Regions from separate parts of the Mus musculus genome. Here all the other regions are linked to region 1. A link is a contact called in public Hi-C, HiChIP or PLAC-seq and promoter capture Hi-C data. All regions are on one chromosome and are shown on one strand. Each heading gives the region's core, a stretch centred on a gene start, on an enhancer-like site or on the middle of the called end of the contact. The rest is flanking DNA. Distances are from core to core; before and after follow the strand shown.

The links. Hi-C and Micro-C count contacts between places; a contact is called where the count stands out from the background. HiChIP or PLAC-seq counts read pairs in DNA pulled down with a chosen protein or histone mark. Capture Hi-C pulls out chosen DNA fragments and counts their contacts.
Region 2: a Hi-C map of cerebral cortex shows a contact between it and region 1, with 5 times the contacts expected there. The contact joins the enhancer-like site here to the promoter of Timm22 in region 1. A contact is called at or near these places in 1 of 39 promoter capture datasets (embryonic stem cells), 1 of 15 datasets of contacts at CTCF or cohesin (embryonic stem cells), 12 of 484 Hi-C or Micro-C datasets (the N1E-115 cell line, cerebral cortex, cortical neurons and 3 more), 3 of 115 datasets of contacts at active chromatin or transcription factors (bone marrow-derived macrophages, large pre-B cells and neural tube) and 3 of 9 other capture datasets (adipose tissue, embryonic stem cells and pancreatic islet).
Region 3: a contact with region 1 is called in an H3K4me3 HiChIP or PLAC-seq map of embryonic stem cells, with 47 read pairs. The contact joins the promoter of Tlcd3a here to the promoter of Timm22 in region 1. A contact is called at or near these places in 26 of 39 promoter capture datasets (the 3T3-L1 cell line, 3T3-L1-derived adipocytes, the C10 cell line and 16 more), 7 of 15 datasets of contacts at CTCF or cohesin (CD8 T cells, the NIH/3T3 cell line, embryonic stem cells and 3 more), 83 of 484 Hi-C or Micro-C datasets (3T3-L1-derived adipocytes, the 4T1 cell line, B cells and 38 more), 42 of 115 datasets of contacts at active chromatin or transcription factors (the 230-238 cell line, the NIH/3T3 cell line, the SCID.adh cell line and 26 more) and 4 of 9 other capture datasets (adipose tissue, embryonic stem cells, liver and 1 more).
Region 4: a promoter capture Hi-C map of pancreatic islet shows a contact between it and region 1. The contact joins the promoter of Abr here to the promoter of Timm22 in region 1. A contact is called at or near these places in 1 of 484 Hi-C or Micro-C datasets (myocytes), 4 of 115 datasets of contacts at active chromatin or transcription factors (effector CD8 T cells, embryonic stem cells, memory CD8 T cells and 1 more) and 2 of 9 other capture datasets (adipose tissue and pancreatic islet).

What each region holds. Positions count from the first base shown.
Region 1 is chr11:76,404,709-76,409,737 of GRCm38.p6, forward strand. Timm22 (translocase of inner mitochondrial membrane 22) reads left to right here and starts at 2,435. Exons shown (of 4, transcript NM_019818.5): 1 at 2,435-2,734; 2 at 4,934-5,029. The coding sequence starts at 2,497.
Region 2 is chr11:76,645,096-76,650,124 of GRCm38.p6, forward strand. All of the region lies in intron 1 of Gm46288 (a long non-coding RNA gene), which reads left to right. Among named protein-coding and RNA genes, the nearest start is that of Gm46288, 21 kb to the left of the region's middle. Within about 2 kb of position 2,591, at least 51 of the 459 cell types and tissues checked have an H3K27ac peak or open chromatin away from gene starts, as enhancers often do. A contact at or near this core is called in the N1E-115 cell line, bone marrow-derived macrophages, cerebral cortex and 2 more, where this site is marked.
Region 3 is chr11:76,199,350-76,204,378 of GRCm38.p6, forward strand. It overlaps Tlcd3a (TLC domain containing 3A), which reads left to right and starts at 2,743. Exons shown (of 5, transcript NM_027773.4): 1 at 2,743-2,906; 2 at 3,203-3,286. The coding sequence starts at 2,785.
Region 4 is chr11:76,569,041-76,574,069 of GRCm38.p6, forward strand. It overlaps Abr (active BCR-related gene), which reads right to left and starts at 2,344. Exons shown (of 23, transcript NM_198895.2): 1 at 1,991-2,344. The coding sequence starts at 2,051.

The sequences.
Region 1 (5,029 bases), core at 1,185-3,684:
TTTCTTCTCAATGAGGAAATCACAATGTCAAAAAGAAGATGTAACAGGAGCAGCATTTTCTAACACTTGGCCACCGACTGCATTACAAGAATGGTATCTAGAAGCAGGGTGGTGGCGCACACCTTTAATCCCAGAACTCCAGAGGCAGAGCCAGGCGGATCTCTGAGTTTGAAACCAGATCTACAGAGCGAGTTCCCCAAGACAGCCAGGGCTACACAGAGAAACCCTGCTTCAAACAAACAAACAAGGATGGCATCGAGAAAGAAATGAGTTTCAAAAATTTTACACTTAGCGCTGTAACACTGAAGAACATAAAGCATTAATGAGTCCGAATTGCCTGACATAGTGGTCCATGCCTTTGATCCCAGCACTCGGGAGGCTGGCAGATCTCTCCAAGTTGGGGGCAGTGGAGGGCAGTATGGTCTAGATAGGAGTTCCAGAGCAGCCAGAGCTACATGGTGAAACTCTGTCTCAAAAGCAAAACAAACAAACAAAAAAACCAACCAAACAAACCTCTGAGAATGATTGAGGGGGCTCAGTGGTTAAGAGCACTGATTGCTCTTCTAGAGGAACTGAGTGCAGTTTCCAGTACTCCCATCACGTGACTCACAACCACTCGTAACTCCAGTTCTAGTGGACCATTCCTCTCGCCTCTATGGGCACTTTTATACGTGCAGTATACAGGTTGGCCTTAAAAGTCAAAGACTTGCTTGCCTTTGCCTTCCCAGTGTGGGACACTCCCCCCCCAAGCAATAATGATTCTGACATAACACTTCTGAGACTAAATAAGAATATGGAAAGCAAATCATGAAGATGGGGGATGGCCCAGGCAGAGCTGAGCTTGCAGTGAATGAAGCACGGGTGTCTTCCTGGCAATTCACAGAGTTAGCATTTGTGTCCTGGCACAGCAAAGGATCTGAAACATCAGATGCATTTCCTGTGGGTGCTTAGAGATGTTTCTGTGGATGATCTGAAGAGACGGGCAGGAGGCAAGAGATTAGTTAACAGTCTAATGACTGGGCAGTGATGGGAGGTAACAAAACTTCCTTGGCAGTGAGCATGAAAGCAAAGGGATGGACTCAAAAGACAGGTGTGTATAAGCAAGAAGAGAGTGATTCACCCAGCCAGGAAACAGGAAGTGCAGGTGTGTGTGTGTGTGTGTGTGTGTGTGTGTGTGTGTGTGTGTGTGTGTGTGAAAGAAGTTCTAACTTCACCTGTAGCTCCTAGTTACTCTCTGCTGTTGGAGGACATTAATCAAAGCCCCTTAATTGCAAAGTCATCTGTCCAGGATCTGGAGAAATGGATCAGGAGTTGAGAGGGCTGGCTGTTTTCCAGAGTTCCTGGGTTCAATTCTCAGCACCTATATGATGGCTCACAGCCATCTGTTAACTCCAGTCCCAGGAGATCTAATGCCATTTGCTGGCCTCCCAGGTACTACGTGTACTCGGTCCACAGACATACATTCAGGTAAAGACTCGTTTGAATTAATTTAAAATAAATAAAATCTAAAAATAAAGTCACTTGTCCAGTACCCACTGTGTACAACAAACCGGTCAGCTAAGCAGTATCTGTTGGCACATACCTTCTACCAGCCATAGGGCTGTGACGTTTTTCCATTGTTAACCATAGTTGTATGCAACTAGTATGTATATAATACTCTATACTCAGCTTGCTCGCTCTCTCTCTCTCTCTCTCTCTCTCTCTCTCTCTCTCTCTCTTTTCTTAAGCATAGTTTCTCTGCGTAGCCATGGCTGCCCTGGAACTCACTCTATAGACCAGGCTGGCTTCAAACTCAAAGATCTGCCTGCCTCTGCCTAACTGATTTAACTGATTTAAGGCTTGCTAGACCACCACTCAGTTCATTTGTTGGCCTCCTTCTTTATTCCTTAAAGGCTTAATAACTATGTAATAAAATACATTTAGAACATATGTATGCCATGTTTCAACACTTACTTACAAAGCGCGTACATTCGATCTCAGAATACCAACCAGCCTGTGGTTCTAGTGAATCAGGTAGCTGCATCACTGCTGCATGGCTTAGAAACAAAGCAGACACGCGCGTCCCCTGCTGCAAGCTCAACGAACTGCAGCCTAACAGGAGCCCGACCGCTCTTCAGCGGCTTCTCAAGAGTTTTCAAAGGAAGTAGCATGTCCAGTGAGCACGCACGGCTTTCTGGGAAGTGTAGTCAGATGTTCGAGTTAGAACTACAAATCCCGGCACGCACCGCAATGGGGCCCCTAGTTGAGGGGTGTTCTTGAGATATTGAGTCTTGTCTGATTGCTTTTAGCAATGTCTTACAAACTTGGCAGCTGTTTAAAGAGGCGTTGAGGAAGCACGATAGCTCCCTCGACGCTGATGCATAGGCAGACTTTGCTTCTACACCTTCTTCAGTGTGGCGAATCTGCCGTTGTCGTCACTCTGGCTGGACGCCTAGGTAAGCGTGTGGAATCGGCTGTGGGAAATACGAAGTGAAAGGTACTAGAGCCCCTACGGTCATGGCGGCTACCGCCCCCAAGGCCGGGGGTTCAGCTCCTGAGGCAGCGGGTTCTGCCGAAGCTCCGTTGCAGTACAGCCTTCTTCTTCAGTACCTGGTGGGCGACAAGCGTCAGCCCCGGCTTCTGGAGCCTGGCAGCCTGGGCGGGATCCCGAGTCCTGCCAAGAGCGAGGAGCAGAAGATGATCGAGAGGGCAATGGAAAGTTGCGCCTTCAAGGCTGTGCTGGCCTGTGTAGGAGGTGAGACGAGGCTCGAGGGGCCCTTGGGATGCTGAGGGCTTGAAGAGCCTTAGGATTCCTTATCAAGACAACGCGTTTAGGAGGCAAGGAACCTGTAGGTGTCGACCTTGATTGCACCCGGACTTGCTCCTTGAACCCGGAGATGTCTCTCTTGACCCTGGGGTTAACAGTCAGGGTATGCAGGATCCTAAGTAGTTGCTTTCTGTCGTTCGTTTGTTTGTCATTTCATTCATTCATTCAACATGTTGTTACTATGTAACTGTCATGAGCGGACAGGAGCCCTGAAGGTCTAATATTAGGACCCAGAGAGAATGCTGTAGACACATAGGGAGTTGCAAAATTGTCCTTAAGGCAGAAGTTTGGAGCTTGGAAATTATTGCTGGGTGGTGGCGGCCCAGGCCACGGGGGTGGGGGTGGGGTGGGGGGAGGGGCTGAGACAGACAGGCAGACAGACAGAGCTACATAGAGACACCCTGTCTCAAAATAAAACAAAAAACAATGAAGACCAGTATGATTAGACAGACGGGGTGGGGCTGGGATAGACATTAACAACCCCCAACACACACACACACACACACACACATTCACATTTTGAGGATTTGAGAATGTACAGCATATTTAAAACAGACGGGGTGGGGCTGGGATAGACATTAACAACCCCCAACACACACACACACACACACACACACACACACACACACATTCACGTTTTGAGGATTTGAGAATGTACAGCATATTTAAAACGTGCAGGTGAAAAGGTTAGGTATATTTGTAGATGAATTCAAATTTCATTACAAATGAAAAACATTAGCCGGGCAGTGGTGGCACACGCCTTTAATCCCAGCACTTGGGAGGCAGAGGCAGGTGGATTTCTGAGTTCAAGGCCAGCCTGGTCTACAGAGTGAGTTCTAGGACAGCCAGGGCTACACAGAGAAACCCTGTCTGGAAAAACAAACAAACAAACAAACAAAGCAGGGAGGAAGAGGCAGTCAGATCTCAGAGTTCCAGGTCAGCCTAGTTTATATAGTGAATTCCAGGACAGCCCGGGCTCCATAATAGAGACACTAACTCAAAAAATCAAAATAAACAAGCAAGCCAAAAAAACCCCAAACAACCAAACAAAACAAAGTTTCAAAAAATGTAGTAGAAAGAGAGTTTGGGAGCTAGAGTGATTGGAAAGCAAGAAATTCTGGGAGAGGAGGTATCTGGCTTCCCTGAGCTGGTCTTGAGGTGATCATCCTAAGAAGGCATCATGTAGAAAAGGCTGGGGAGCAAGCTCAGTTGGTAAAGTGCTTGTCATGCAACCATGAAGGGCTAAGTTCAGTTCTCAGCATCTCTCCAAAAAAGCCAGGTTTGGCTGGGTGAGGTGACCGGGACCTCTAAGCCCAGCACTGAAGAGGAAGAGGCAGGGGAATGAATCTCTGAGTTTGAGGCCTGCCTAGGCGGTCTGCATATTGAGTTCCAGGACAGCCAGGGCTGTTACACAGAGAGACCCTGTCTTGAAAAACAAAAACAAAAACAAACAACAACAAAAAGAAATTGGTGTATAGTTCCTGAGGAATGACATCCCAGGATTGACCTCTGGCCTACACCCACATACACACAAAGAATTGTCCAAGGCTCAGCCAAGTCATTTGTCCACAGCAACATAAGACTCCACACTTAAGAGTCACGTGACTTTGAAGGCAGTTACTTAACCTCTCCAAGGTTTGGTTTAGAGAGGCCAGCTAGTTGGCACTTGAACACACCTTTAATCCCAGCACTTGGAAGGCAGAGACAGAGGTATCTCTTGATTTACCTGTTTTACAATAGCAAGTTCCAGACCCGCCAGTGTTACATAGTGAGGCCCTGTCTCAAACAAAAAAGCCAGAAAGGGGAGATAATAACATCTACCTCACAAGTTATTGTGAAAAATAAGGAGAACCCAGAATACCTGGTGCATGATGCTTACTGAGGGACTGTGAATGTTGTCACGGTCAAGGGATGATATACAACATTGGTAACTGAAAGCTGAAAGTCAGAAGAATGGACGGAGGAAGAAATGCTAGAGGAATTGGGGGGATAGACTCCGACTGTGTGCTGCAGGGGAGGCAGGATCGGGATTGAGACCAAGAGACCCGAAAGGCCATCTTCAGTTCTCATCCCAAAATGGTCATTCAGAGAATGTGCAAAAGAACTCTTCTCTCTGCTTGCCTCTAGGGTTTGTCTTGGGAGGCGCGTTTGGTATCTTTACTGCTGGCATTGATACCAACGTAGGCTTTGACCCAAAGGACCCTTACCGGACACCAACTGCAA
Region 2 (5,029 bases), core at 1,341-3,840, 240 kb after region 1:
ATACAAACTGCCCGTCAGTGGGCTGTTTTCTCATTTCCTCCTTGTGAGACAACTAGACTCAGACAAACCCCGATGTCCAATCAGCGTGACCTTGGCAAGGTGGTCCTGTTTCATAGGAAGGATCGGATGTAGAGCGTAAGCTGGGGCTTCAAGTAATAGAACCCGAGGAAAGGTTGGGAGTCAAGTTCTGTGGTTGAATTTCAGGGGTGGGGGTGTTAGTCCAGCCAGCCAGCAACCTTCCTGTGTGGCGGGCGTGAAATTAACTGCCAACCCAGAGGAAGCTGGAAATTCAAGTTGCCCAGATTCATGTCTGCCTTCTACTGATTACAGTCTCTTTGAGGACAGGAACTGTGCCTTTTATGTCTGCTTCCCCAGTGCAGAGAGCTTGCTCAGTGCAGAGAGAGAGAGAGACAGAGACAGAGAGAGACAGAGAGAGAGAGACAGAGAGAGAGACAGAGAGAGAGAGACAGAGAGAGAGAGACAGAGAGAGAGACAGAGAGAGAGAGAAGAGCCTAAACTTGAATTTACATGAGTTACATGACTGCACTCATTTGTGCATTGAGTATTTCTGGGGTGTTTGTATCAAACGCTGTGCTGATTCCTGGAGACAGAGAACAGAAGATGCTCCTAGTAGCTGTGCCCGTGGGGTTTTTGATCCATGACAGGACACGGTAATGAAGTCTAAGGGAGATTGGAGGAGGAACAGTGGACAAGAGCTCATGTCAGACTGGGGAGAGGCACCCCGCCTGCTGTCAATGGGGTCTGCAGAACATAGAGCAACTGGAAGGAAGGCTTTCGGATCTGGAAGTCTTAGAAGTAGCTTAGATACCCTTGGTGGTGAAGCGAGCAGCGAGGAGCTGCTTTTAAGTAAAAAGATGAAAATAGTCGGAGCATGTGCCTCCGCGGCCTCTGATAGTCCGAGAGACCAAATGTGTGCAGAGATCGGCTTCCTTGCTGACAGCAGAGACAGAAGAAACACAGCGGGAGAGGAGAGCCATGCTGCTGGGCTCTCACAGATGGTCTAATGTGTCGTCCTGTAGCGGAGAGCGTCTAAAAACCGGCGGTGACGCGCCCTCTGCTGGACTAAGGCCGTTCTGCAACCAGCGGACTCTGTAAAGCTAGGTTGGACAGCGACAGGAAGGAAGCTCAAATCCAAACAGCATCGTCATATTATCCCTGCTGGTTCCTCCCAAAGACCAACTCAAACTCCCCAAAGGCTTACGTCTACATAGACAGATCCAGTATCTCGCTCCCCTAACCACCCGCAACTTCCCTACCGCCCAAGAACACAAACTTATAAGGAATGAATGATGGGTTAAAACTCCTCACTGTACTGGCCAAAATCATGATCTCCTTTAGTTTCTCAGTACCAGTATTGGACGCGCTCTTTGGAAAATACTGAACTAACTGGTTTGAGGAGCAGTCAGTAGTATTTATGAATATTCGTAAGGCTCTGGGTTCCATCCCCAACACCAAAGAGAGAGAGAGAGAGAGAGAGAGAGAGAGAGAGAGAGAGAGAGAGAATCTGCGTGACTTTATATAGACTTTGTAAGTGCTGGGGATGGAACTTGGGGACTCACAAGGCAAATGTTCTAATGCTAAGCCATAGCCAAGCATGATTATCTTTTCCTTGATTTATTATTTTGGGCGTTGGGGGTGGAACCCAGGGCCTTCAGCATGCTGAGAGTTGCTGTACTGCTGAGCTAGACCTCGGCCCTTTCACCCCCATTTTCTGCAGTAATGAGAAATGGATAATGATGCAGACAGCTGCAACGGCAAGGTCCATATCTTACTTATTGGCATCTCTGTTCCCAGGATTTTCTTAAAAGGTTTTAACGCCCGCCCCCCCCCCCCACTAATCTCTTCTAAACAGTGGTAATTATAAATCCCCAACAAAAACCCAGAGGCTTGTGTGCCTCTCTCAGGCTTTTCATTTTAATAGATCCACTAATTAAAAGGTATAATTTAACAAATAATGACCTAATCATCTCACTCTGAAATCAGACGGAAACCCACTACTAAAATGTTGGACTGGGTAGCGATAATGGATCCGGGCTCAATTCAGCCCCCTGCTGGGTCCAGCCTGGCCCTCTTCCAGCTGCCTTTGATTAGCTGCAATGGTTTTCCAAGCCATTTAGAGCACACCCACTAGAGAGAGGAGAAGTGAGCAATTTAAGGGGCTAAGTGGTTTTTTGGACCCACTCCCACTGCTGACAGCACAAGACAGAATGCTTACCCCTTCCTCACCCTTAGTCACCGTCACTTGGTCAATCCCGTTTTCTCCCCTTCCTTCTCTGCCCCCTGCGGGGAGAACGCTGCTTGAGCAGTGGGAAGCAGGAAGGGGTTGTGGCAAGGAAGAATAGCCACGAAACCAGGTGATGCCCCTCGTATCCAACATCGGAAGTGGTTAATGAAACAACAATAAGTCAGGAAGGCAAGATTGCTTCCCACCTACCCCACCCCCTCCGTTCGCTGGGAATAGGGCATCTGTGCCAGGTTAAAAATAGCCTTGTGTTCTGAAACCTCCCCCGCTGCCCGAGCTCACGCCAGTCTCCTGTGCCACCCAGGGCTCAGAAGGAACTCATTCTGCATGGCAGGAGAGCCTCAAAGGCTGGCCCCTTTCTGGAGTCCTAAGGAGACTGGGGACTTTGAAGACAGCAGGGAGTGGCAAAGGCTCCCTCGTGCGGCTGAGGCAGGAACTGCTAGATGAGACCCAGGAGGATACAAGGCCTTGTAGGGCTTGTAGGGTTTTGGGAGCAGTGTGCCTGCTCGAGGAAGCAGTTTCCAAGTCTTGCTCCGTTGTTCTGGTTTCCTTTCTGATCTTGTGATAAAACTCTCTGACCAAAAGCAACCTAAGGGCTTATTTCATCTTACATATATATGCAAGTCACAAGTCCTTCGTTGAGGGAAGTCAAGGCAGGAACCTGAAGTGGGGACTGTTTGCTAGTCCATGAAATACTACCTCTGACAAGGATATGAACTCATGGCCCAAGAAAGTACAGCAGGAGCCATGACAGATGCTACTTCCTAATTGGCCGACATGTGGTCTCATGCCTAGTTAGCTTTTATATATATATATATATATATATATATATATATATATATATATATATATATATAAAACCACCTGCCTAGGGCTGGTGCTGCCCACAGTGGGCTGGGCCCTCCTGCATTGATTAATAATAAAACATTCTCCCACCATCAGATCTAGACAGTTCCTCAGCTGAGGCTCCCCTCTTAAATGACTCTGTGTCAAGTCATGACTGTGTCAAGATGACAGTGGAAGCCAACTAGGACAGTTGTATTCCTATCCCCATGAGCATAGCTTGAAAAGCTACCTCCATTCATTTGTGGGGTTCAAGAAGGACACTAGCCTATCGGGTGGTGGACCACACCTTTAATCCCAGCATTCCTGAGAGGTGGCTTAGTGGATCTCAGAGTCCTCCTCCTTGCAAAGCTGTTAGTTTCTGAGGGGCCACAGCCAGTCTCCCTTCACTCTGTTGTGTGTCTGCTCTGTGGCTGTGAAGATAGTGGTCCTGAGACCCAGGCCTGTATTAGATTTTCATCATTGTAGTAAAACACCTGAGATGGGCTTGCTTTATAAAGGAAAGAGGTTTATAGGGCTGGGGAGATGGCTCAGTGATGAAGAGTTTTGCTGATCTTATAGAAGACGTGAGTTTAGTTCCCAGGACACACACTAGCAGGCTCACAATTGCTGTAACCCCACCTCCAGGGGACCCGATGCCTTCTTCTGGCTTCCAGGAGCATCAGCACACTGTGGCACACATCCACACACATCCATATACATAAATAAAAATCGATTTTAAAAATAGAGAAAAGAAGTTTACAGGCCTAGCAATGCTGACACCTTGGGGAAGGGCAGGCTCAGGAGACAGAGGCCAGTGTAGGGCTGCATGAGTCTCTCTGTCTTGGAAAGTCAAAACTAGGGCTGATAAGATGGCTTCATGGTAAAACATGCTTGCCTCTTGTAGTTGTTTCAATATGTTTGGCCCAGGAAGTGGCACCATTGGGAGATGTGGCCTTGTTGGAGGACATGTGTCACTATGGAGGAAGAACTCTGAGGTAATATATATGCTCAAGCTCTGCCCAGTGTGAGACACAGTAGTCCTCTCCTTGTAGAGCACTCAGCTCCTTCCCAGCACCGTGTCTGCCTGCGTGCCGCCATGCTCCCCGCCATGGTGATAGTAGACTAAAACCTCGGAATCTGTCAGCCAGCCCCAGTTAAATGTTTACCTTTATAAGAGTTGCCTTGGTCATGGTGTCTCTTCACAGCAATGGAAACTATGCAGACCTGATGACCAGAGGTCCATCCCCAGAGTGACTTAAAAGCCGACTGTGGGGGCTGGAAGGATGGCTCAGTGGTTAGAGCACTTGTTGTTGCAGAGGACCCAGATTTGATTCCCAGAACCCACATGGAGGCTCACCACCTCCTCGGGCATCAGGCACACAGGTGGTGCACAGGCCTACATGTAGGCAAAACACTCATACACATAAAATAATAATAATAATAATAATAATAAAATAAAGAACCCAACAACAAAACAGCTGTGGAGGCACACATCTTGAGTCCCAGGGCTCCTCTCTAGAAAGGCGGGAGATGAGAGAATCACCTTGGAAGCTCTCAGGTCAGCCGCGCTGCAGTAAACAGCAAACGCACAGAAATAAGAGAGCAGACCCTGCCTCCAGCCAGCAAGGTGGGAGTGCAGAACTGATTTCCACACGTTTTCCTCGGACCTCCATATCCGCTGCGTGACCCGAGACTGCCTGTATTCCTGTGCTCATATTCGTATATTCACACCTGTTTATAAATTAAATATAACAGCTGGCCATACTGGCACACACCTTTAATCCCTGCACTCAGGTGGCAGAGGCAAGTGGATCTTTGTGAGTTCAAGACCAGCCTGGTCTACATAGAGTTCCAAACAAATAGGGGGGTCACTGACAGAAAGAGAGGGGCTGCTTGGGGGTAACTGTGGGTAAAGTGCTTGGTGTTTAAGCCTGACAACCC
Region 3 (5,029 bases), core at 1,493-3,992, 210 kb before region 1:
CACACTTTTAAAAAGCATTAGTGTCCATAAACTCCTACACTTAAAATTTGCAAGTGAACAATGAGGAACAGTAATTATGTAGTTATTACTCTGAAACCATATTGAAAAAGAGTATTACTCTTCATTATCAAGTTTAAAAGCAATCCACTCGTTAAGCAGAAGGCAGAAAGTACTAAGCTCAAGCCCAGTTTTGCTGCCAGCAGTGTGCCTGGAGTAGTTTTTCAATTGCTCTGGTCTGACTCCCATTTCCCCTTCTCTCTCAAACAGTAGCAGATTTGTCATGGGGTTTTAGTTCATTCATGCAAAGTGTCTGATGCAGTGCCTAGCATATTGTACAGTTTTCGACATACAGTCTTAAAATATCATTTATTGAACCCTTGAAAGGTTCCATGCCAGTTTGAGATATAGAATACAAAGACAACAGAACTAAGTAGATCTCTGTGAGTTTGAGTCCAGCATGGTCTACAAAGTGAGTTCCAGGTTAGCAGGGCTATATTTTAGAGATCTTATGTTATTTTTTAAGGGCTCATTAGAAAATGAATTTATGGGGGCTGGTGAGATGGCTCAGTGGTTAAGAGCACCGACTGCTCTTCCGAAGGTCCCGAGTTCAAATCCCAGCAACCACATGGTGGCTCACAACCATCCATAACGAAATCTGATGCCCTCTTCTGGAGTGTTGAAGACAGCTACAGTGTACTTTCATATAATAAATAAATAAATCTTAAAAAAAAGAAAGAAAATGAATTTATAAATCTGTCTGGCAGAAGCACCTTTGTGGAGGAGAAGATGTTTGTTAAGGCTTGAAGGCTTGGAGTGGGTTGGGAATGTAGCTCAGTAGTTAAACACATGCTTGACAAGTGTAAGGCTGCAGGCTGGATACTCAACATGGCAAAAACATACTCTGAAGGATGGACAGGTTTGTTGGCGTTTGCTTGGTTTGTTGTGGTTGTTTTGAGACAGGGTTTTTCTGTGTAGCCCTGACAGTCCTAGAACTTGTTCTGTAGACCAGGCTGGCCTTGGACCAAGAGATCCAACTGCCTCTGCCTCCCTAGTGCTGGGATCAAAGGCATGGCTTTCATTTATTATTACTTTAGTTCAGTGCTCCCTCCTACCTTCCCTTAGGGCTTGGCACTTTTGGTTCAGCGTTATCATTTTCCCAAAGGAGTTTGACCACCTGAAAAAACAAGTTCAATTTTATGCTTATTGACTTTATGGTGAATCAATCTAAACACCGTGGTGACTTCTTTGGACACAATGTTGGAAGCTGATTTTTCTTTTATGTCCATATATGAAACACCAGTTGCTAGGAGTCTAGGAGAGGCCAGTGTTAGCATGCTTATTACATGCTGCTTTCTCTCCCAGCTGAGAGGGTAAGTCACAGAGAGAGCTGGAGATGACCACGATGCATGCATAGGGGATAGAAAGTGGGATGCAGAAAGATGTTTTCTGGAGAGAATGAAAAGTTTACAGATAGATAGATGTTCATATTGAGAGTCTTATTTGTGAGTCCCCCTGGTACCAAACTGAAGAGTCCTTTTCATTTTACTGTCTATGTTAGTTGCGAACTGGGGGGGCAGAGATGCAGCCTGCCCTAAGTGTATGACAGCCCAGTTCTCTTTGAGCTTTGTTACTTTCATTTCAACTAAACTCACATTAGCAACATATAGGGAGATATGAAGAGCTGTCTTCACCCAAAAGGGATCACAGCCTAGCAATAGTAAAATTACATATAAAAGAGGAATTACCTTTTAAAGTTTAGAAAATCTCAGACTCAATAATTATATACAAATTGAAACAAGCAAAAGATATATTTGTTATATTTCTATACCATTAACCGAATGTTAATTTATTGGCATCTTTCAGAAACCATCTGTTATTTTATAGCGATCCCAGAATCATAAGACTTCACAACTGGAAAAGCCTTGAAGGGCATGTATCCAGTTTCCTCCCTCCACAGTTGAGGAAATACGTGGCCCAGAATGGCTGAGCCCAGTTGTTCCCGCCAAAGCACTCTAATGAGACTTTGCAGAGCAGTATTCATGCCGGTGATTTGAAGAGACCTGTAGTACTTTTCCATGTTACTGGGCATTAATGAATTGTAAGACCCACCTACCCACACATTCACACATTTATGAAGTTAGGAAGCTACAAACCAAAGCAGTTTCTCTCCCCAGGAAAAGCTAGCGATACTGAGACAACTGGACTGTCTCGCAAGTTTCAAGGTGCTAAATTAAAGTGGAATCATTTGGTCCAAGAACTGTTAAATAAGGTCACAGCTGTAATCCTCAACACAGTTTCCAAGACTCAGGTAGTATCTGGACCCAAAGCCAAGAGGTCCGTAAGTTCCACAGCAGGGAGGAAACACAGGCTTTGAAGCCTCTTTGGGGATTCATCCCTGAGAAGCCACTCTGTGACTGTCACTCCCTTTGGAAGTGACAATGCTCTGTGTATGAGAACAGATGGCCATAGCCCGCCCGGTCCTTCAGCCAGAGACCTGGGATCCAGGACCGCATCGTGCACGTCCTGCAGGGAGGCCCCTGGCCGCGCCCGCGGGGACAGAGAGGGGACCAGGCAGCCTCACAACTAGACCCCGCCCCAGCTCCTGCCCGCGCCTATCGCGGCCGGCGCGCTGGTCACGCGGGGGAGCGCCGCGGGCGGGCGGCCAGTGCCGGCGGGGCCCGAGTGGCGGCGGCCGGGCGGGGCGGGTGGAGATTAGAAATAGGGAGAGCCGGCCAAGCCGCCAGCCCGGAGCACGCCGCGCAGCGAGCGGCCGCACCCGCATCCATGCTGCTGACTCTAGCCAGCGGCGCGCTCTTCTTCCCCGGGCTCTTCGCGCTCAGCATCTGGGCGCTGCACCGTTTGCGGCCCGGATGGACGGAAGACGACTGCCTGACGGTCGGCACCAGGTATCACACTCCGCCGCCTGCCCCGGCGGGGCGCTGCCCTCTGCTGCGGACCTGCGCGGGGCTGCGGGCGGGAAGGGGGCGACGGGAAGCGCCCCTCGGTTCGCAGCGGACCTGGGAGGGAAGGGCAGGGAGTGTGCGACTCCCGCCCGCTGCCCTTGCTCTGGGCATCGCGGCGCCATGGCCGCCCTGGAGGGCGCCTCGGCCCGGGAAAGGCAGGTTGGAGTTCGTGCTTTGTGCTGTCCGTAGTCCTGGAGTAAAAACGCTTTCTTTGGTTTCTCTTCTCTGCCCCACCTCAGGTTAGTGTCCTCAGTGCAGGCAGTGCTGGCCACCTGGGCGGGGCTCACCGTCATCATCTCCTGCAAGAACGTGGTCTCAGACAGGTAAAGTCCCTTCCGAGGTGGGAAGTACAAATACCCGGGCTGAGGGCCCCTCCCACTCCAAATTTTAACATCTTAGTGGCTCACGGATACTAATTCTTTGTCATGCTATGATGTATGTGATTGCCTGGTGGTAAAACCAGTGCACCCTAATTAGTGCTTTCCTCTTGCTGCTTCCAACATCCCACTTTAGGAGAACCGAGGGGAAAGTGGAAAAATGCTATAGAGCAAGAAACTGAGCCAGACTTAAAGTAATGCGTTAAAGGACAGTGTGGTCTGACAGTCCCTCTTTATGAATGGGAGGATGGCTTTTGGTTCTTTTAAATGCTCTCTGGGTTCTCTCTCTGGAACAGCCTTTAGCAGAGATAGTAGCAGTGTCTGTGACCAACTTCTGACCTCGAGGTCCACCCTCTCTTGCCCGCAGATGCTGTTCTTGCTTTCCCCCTTTGCTCAAGATAAAAAAGAGGTCTCTGGTACCTTCAGAAAACTGAAACATTTGTGCCCAAAGTCAGGCCAGAAAGTGTTATCTGTAACATTTAAGTAGGACAAATCATAAATTAAGACCAGGATGGACTATCCTGTTTAGACATGGGTGGCGGTGGTGCTTTTGTTTTATCTGTAGACCTGACCTCCTCCATCTGTCTCCCAAGCGTGGAATAACAAGCAGATGTGCCACCACACTAAGATGCTCTTATTTATCTTCCCACTTGGGCTCTTCAAACCACTTTTCTTCCAGAGAAGCTAAAGGATGATGGGCAGGAGCCCAGAGAAAGTTGGTCAGCCTCTCCTGATTTTCCACCCTGCAGGTCCTGTTTTCCCTGCTGGAAGAGGAGGCAGAGGAGAGAATGAGACTGTCTCTCAGTGGCCTGGGATCTTACGTGGGCTTGATTAGACTGTCACCATTTCCTGTCTTTCTTTCTCTCTTTCTTTCTTTCTCTCTCTCTCTCTCTCTCTCTCTCTCTCTCTCTCTCTCTCTCCCTCCCTCCTTCCCTCTCCCTCTCCCTCTCTCTCTCTCTCTCTCTCTCTCTCTCTCTCTCTCTCTCTCTCATGTCTCTTCTTTTTTGAGACAGGGTCTCACTAGGTAGTTTGGACTGGCCACAAACTCAGAGATCCACCAGCCTCTACATTCTCAGTGCTGGGATTAAAAATGTGTACCACCATGCCTGCGCTTAATAGTTATTTTACTCAAAATTGCTCTAAGTAATGAATCCATTGATAGGCATTAGGTCTTGGATCTTTTGGCCCAGATAGAAGCAGCTAGCTAATTGATTTGCCTACATGTGTATTAAATGTGCCATTGTTAATTGTTTGCCTCTCTTCTGTTCTTTTTTAATTGAGCCATGCTGTGATAAATGGGGAATTATTCAGTAACAGAGTCTCACATTGCACCTTCTCTAGATTCCTGATGCTGCAGTTCAGTGGATTGGCTCCTTGGAAAATCACCTGAGATAAGGTGAAAAGTACAGATTTGATCCTAGGCATGGCTAGTCTCTGGGGAGCAGAGTGCTTCCCAAGCCTGCAGGTGACTCTGATGCTTAGGTAGTTTGAGAACGATACAATGAGTTTCCTCTTCTAACACAGCTGCTAAGAAATTTACTAAGTGAGTCTAATCCTCCCAGCATAGGACAAATTCCAATTTACATGTTTCTTTACATGAAATCTTTGTGGATACTGGTAAGTGCAGAGATAGACTTTCTTGTATATGCTTGAACAATAACAAATCGTCATTTTGGCCCAGCAAATGTT
Region 4 (5,029 bases), core at 1,094-3,593, 160 kb after region 1:
CTGCATAAAACCTCCCCAGGAAGCCTTCTGCTACAGACTTCCAAATAAGCTATTCCAGGAGCAAGGCAGGGACTCCGTACACTGTGCAAAGCTAGTGACCCTGCTCACCATCTAACTGTCCAGCTACCCTAGGGCCTTAAGATAGGTTAGACAGCTCAGATGCCAAGCTGTCAAAGTGAGGACTAGTTTATAGAGCACCCCCCACCCCCACCCCAAAGAGGCTCATGGCCTAATTCCCTTCTCTGACTTTCCTCTAGTCAGGAATTCTCAAGGTAATTTTGCTTCTCAACTCCAGGCTGGGGCAGGAGACTCAGATGATGAAGTCAGAGAATTATCTTTAGCAATGTAGAGAAAGCCACAGATTGCTTTCCATAGGATTCTATGCTTTGGGAAGTAAGGAAAGCAGGGATGGGTTTTGCAGAGAGCCAGAAATATCCAAGAGCACAAACTGCAGATGAATATGAGGCATTGTTATGACTGATTTGCAAGAGCACAGCTAAGCAGAGGTCACTAATCCGTCCTTTGAGTCAGGAGCTGATCTGCAGCAGGCCTCTTAACAGATGTGTGTCCCCATTTGCACAGACACACGTGTACACACACATACACATCACAGCTGTGAGCCCTGACCTTCACCCAACGACACTGGCCTCTACTGGAAAAGAGCAGATGGACTGGCTGGGTTTGGCTAGGATGGACACCCAGGGGGACCAGATTTGCCTCTTTGATGTTGAAACCCCAAAGCAGAATGAACCAGCACAAGGAGAGCTCCTGGGAGGAGGAAGGGGAGGAATCTGGGAAAAGAGGCTGGGTAGACGATATGAGAAGTGCAGGCCCAAAGGGAGCAGAGGGCAGAGGCAGCCCCCAAAGGGAGCAGAGGGCAGAGGCAGGGCCCAAAAAGATACAGAGGGCAGAGGCTGGATGCTGGGTAATGCAGAGACTGCAAGGCAAGACCTGGAGGCTCAAGACATCGTCTCCTCTCATCCCCGGAATGTGACTGTTAAGAAGGAACTCAAGCCAGGCTGACCCTTCAAAATGTCCTTGTTTCATGCATCTAATGTTCAGAGTCACCCCTAGATGCGCCTGCCTCAGGGTTAGGGTGTGCTAAAAGAGAGTGGGAGGGTTCCCAGCATTTCCATAGGTAAAAGCACATCTACTGTCATTCTTGGAGGCCACCAGGACCATCTCCCGACACCACAGAATGCCAATGAGTTAAAGAGGGGGAGGGGAGGGCGACATGGGCAGTGCCACCTAAGGCATGGGGGGTGGGGTGGGAATGGTTCCCATCTCAGTAAGTAAGTCCCAGTGATCAACTACACATCCCCCAGGCAGTACAAGAGCAATCACATGATCATGGCTGATTTGGGAGCGAGGGGGTGGAGTACCGGCGGTTTTTTTCCCCCCTCTTCATTTGCTTTTCTTGGGGGTGGTGGTAGTGATGAGAATGGGGGTGGTGACGAGGCTGGCAAGAAAGACTGCTGAGCTAGGAGGTTGGCTCTTTCATCCAAATGGCCCCCACAGAGATCCGTACCTTACAGTCTCTCTTCCAACCTGATCCCATCATCAACCCGAATCACACACCGGAATGTCCCTGAGGTAGTAAACTAGAGAGAGCCAAAGACTTTTCCCAAAATGGCCTTCCCGCTTCAATGTGAGGAGAAAAGCTGCCAATTCTAAAGGCCAAGGTAGAGCTCTAAAAAGGACGCTTCCCACTCGCGGAGCGCTAGAGTGCTGGGTTACACAACAGGTGGGAGGGGTGACACAATCCCCCCCAGCCCCGGTCTATCTAGCCCCCTCCCCCCTAAAATCTGCTCTGAGGACTCCATACCGCTCCTCCTACTGGCTGGCTGCACACCTGGCGGACCATGGCCGCTAACACTTGCCGGTGCCTGGGTGCACCTGGGACCCGGAGGGCAACAGGGCTCCTCGGAGGGTGCTGGGTGTCCCTCTTACACCCCCTGTCCCCCACCCAGGGACCCATGGGCACACGTACTGCTGTAGAGGGTGTCGATCCAAGAGAGGCGCGGCAGGCCCCGGTGGCTAAGCGGCTCCATGCCCGCGGCTCCGCGCGGCAGAGGTTCCTTGGTCAGATGGGAAACCGGACCCTCATCGCACAACAAAGGAGGAAGGGCGCCGGCAGGCGGGATGCCGGGAGGGGAGGCCAGACTCGGAGGTCGAAGTTGCGGAGCTCAGGATGGAGGCGGGAGAGCCAGGGAAACAGGTAGTAGGGAGGAGCAAGCCGCAGCTGCCAAGGTGAGGACAGGGGAGCTTAGTGCAGGGCTGTGGCAGCCTAGGCGAACCCGCTGCGGATCTGGGAGCCGCGGCCCCGCAGCCCGCGCGCCAACTAGCAACTTCCCCGGGGCTGCGCGGCGCCCGGGGCGGGGGGCGGAGGCGGTAGCCAATCCGCGCAAGGCTCAGCGCGCCCACCCCCAGCCGCAGCGGGCCGGTGGGGTGTGAGAGCAGCCCGCAGCCCCACCGATGGCCTCCAGCCGGCGCACAGAGCTCCCGCGGGGTCTCCGGGAGGCGGCGCAGGGCCAGAGGCTCCCCTCCTCCCCTGGTTGGGCTGAGCATAAATTCTGGCAACCCGCAGACTAAAGAAACCTATGGACCCGCAGGGGTGACATCACCTGCCACCCCAGGATCTCTAAGCACGATTTCGGGACTGGTGCAGTTGCCAGGCCCCACCCCTAGACAAGCTTGGGCAGCACAGCTTGGACTGGGTTAACATCCTGCGCCCCGCTGGAAAGCTGGGCCACCCAGGAATTGTTTTCCTACCAAACCTTAAATCACCCCATCTATCCTTGATCTTACAGTGCATCAGTTCCCGACACACACCAAGGGTGGGCGACTGAAGTAAGGCGGGACCACTGGGGTTAGTGTCATCCCCTGGCATTAGAGGAAGGACCTATTTCTCACATGTGCGCCTTTAAGGCAAAGAGTCAAACTGGGGTACAGAAGCCCTAACTGGACTCTCTCCAATTCCTCCAGGAGCCGTCTGACAATCCCTAGCCTCTGTGTACAATCACATTGAAGGAAGATGGGGGTCAGATGCCTCAGAGACCAGTCTTAAGAAACAAAATTCCAAACAGTGACCTCAACAGCACTGAAGGTTTGGGGGTTGGGAGTGACATGGGACCCATGGCTGCAACCTGTTTCCTGAATTCCCAGGGAAGGAGGCAATGAAGCCCGCCAAGGAAGACCTGGGTTAGACCTCTCATATACTAGTATAGTGGCATTTCTAATAATGGGACACTTCCCATCCCACCCCATCTTCAGACAGCTTAAGCCCTTTTGGGGCTCCAGCCATACAGAGCTTTTCAAAGAGTTAAGCTCCCCATTCCCTGTATGGAGGGCAGTGTTGTTAGTACCCACAGGGACTTCTCCTTATCCCAAACAAGCACAGACAGTTTTGAGGGGTAGAAGCAGACCCTCACCTATAAGGAAATTTGTACCCAGCCTTGTAAACTTCCCAGCTGTCTGGACACTGGCCTCTATAGATGATCAAGAAAAGCTAGAGCCCATTGATACACAGGATAGAGCCTCTGGGAGGTTCAAGGGTAGATGCTCTTGTGTGGGGGAGCCCCCACAGGTGGGCAGCAGATACAGGTCCTCCTGTACCCCTTTAGTTCTAACTCAAGCTTCTGGTTCTGTGACTTGCTGGCCCTTCCTGCTCAGCTGTTACCCTCCCCACCGCCCCAGACTGGCATATAAAATTGGGAAGGCCAAGCCAACACCTGGAGCATGGCAAGGGAGGGGGCTGTGCATCTCCAGCGAGACTATCCAGAAATAGAGTTCTGGGTGGGAGAGGGAGCAAGCAAGCTCTCTGAGGAAGCAGACAGAGAAAGGACAAGGGCGTGCCTTACTGTTGCATAGCACTTTCTGAAGGCATAGAGCCCAAGAGAAAGGGAAAACATGCCTGGGTACAGCTATCAGCTACAAACCCTAGAAGGCTGCAGCATTGACCCCTCCCACAATACACCACATGATGTACCACAGGGATTTTCCTGCAGGCCACAGCCCCACATCTCCACATCCGGTGCTGACTCTGAGGAGGCCATGGATATATGTTTCTATGTGAGTCACATACATTTGCATACATTTCACATTTTTATCTACAAAGGCTTGAGCAAGCTATTTTCAGCGTTTTTTTTTCCCCCTAGCTGAAATGTTGCAGTTGCTTGCTCTCCCTGTAGTTGTTATAGTTTGCGTTATTCTACATTGTGTCTGATCTTGCCCTGGACTGTTCTTTCCACAACACAGTGTAGCGTATAGATACAATCTTGCAGGCCATAGTGCTAATAACGGACACTGAATACTAGGTGTGTGTGGCCTAGATCTTAAGAGGGTTGTTTTTGTTTTGTTTTGTTTTTTTAATTTCACTAGGATGATCTCTTGATGAGCACCACTGTTAACTTCTGGTTCCTTCCTTTCTTATCCTCCATTTGCCCCACTTTATGCAGTGCTAGGAATTGAACCCAGGACCGCACTCATGCACTCTACCACAAAGCCTATCTCCAGCTCTCTTTTTACCTTTTGAGACAATGTGGTGGTTTGAATGAGTATGGCCCCCACAGGCTCATATAGTCCAATACTTGCTCCTTGAAATTGTTTGGGAAGGATTAGAGAGTATGGTCTTACTAGAGGAGGTGTGTCATGGAGGGCTAATCTTGAGATTTAGAAAGCTAAGGCTAAAGGCCTGTGTTACCAAGCACAGCTCTTTTCTAGGTTTTGTGAATTTTCCACATGGAAAAACTAAGGCACAGCTCACTGACCCAACCACATAGTGTGGGCTGGGATCCTATGCATGCCACCTCGCTGTCAGCTGACTGATAACCCAAGTCACTGAAGGTCCCTGGAAATCTTTTCTGATCCGAAAATGCAAGACCATCTGCTAGGAAGCCCTTGCAGTTTTGTCCCATAACCATCTGCCCACCTCATGTGTAACAGTTTCTCCCAAGACTGAAACATTCCATCCTGCTAGGAAGCTCCTTAAGCAGGAAGGAAAACAACTTTACAACCCTTTCAGGAAGTT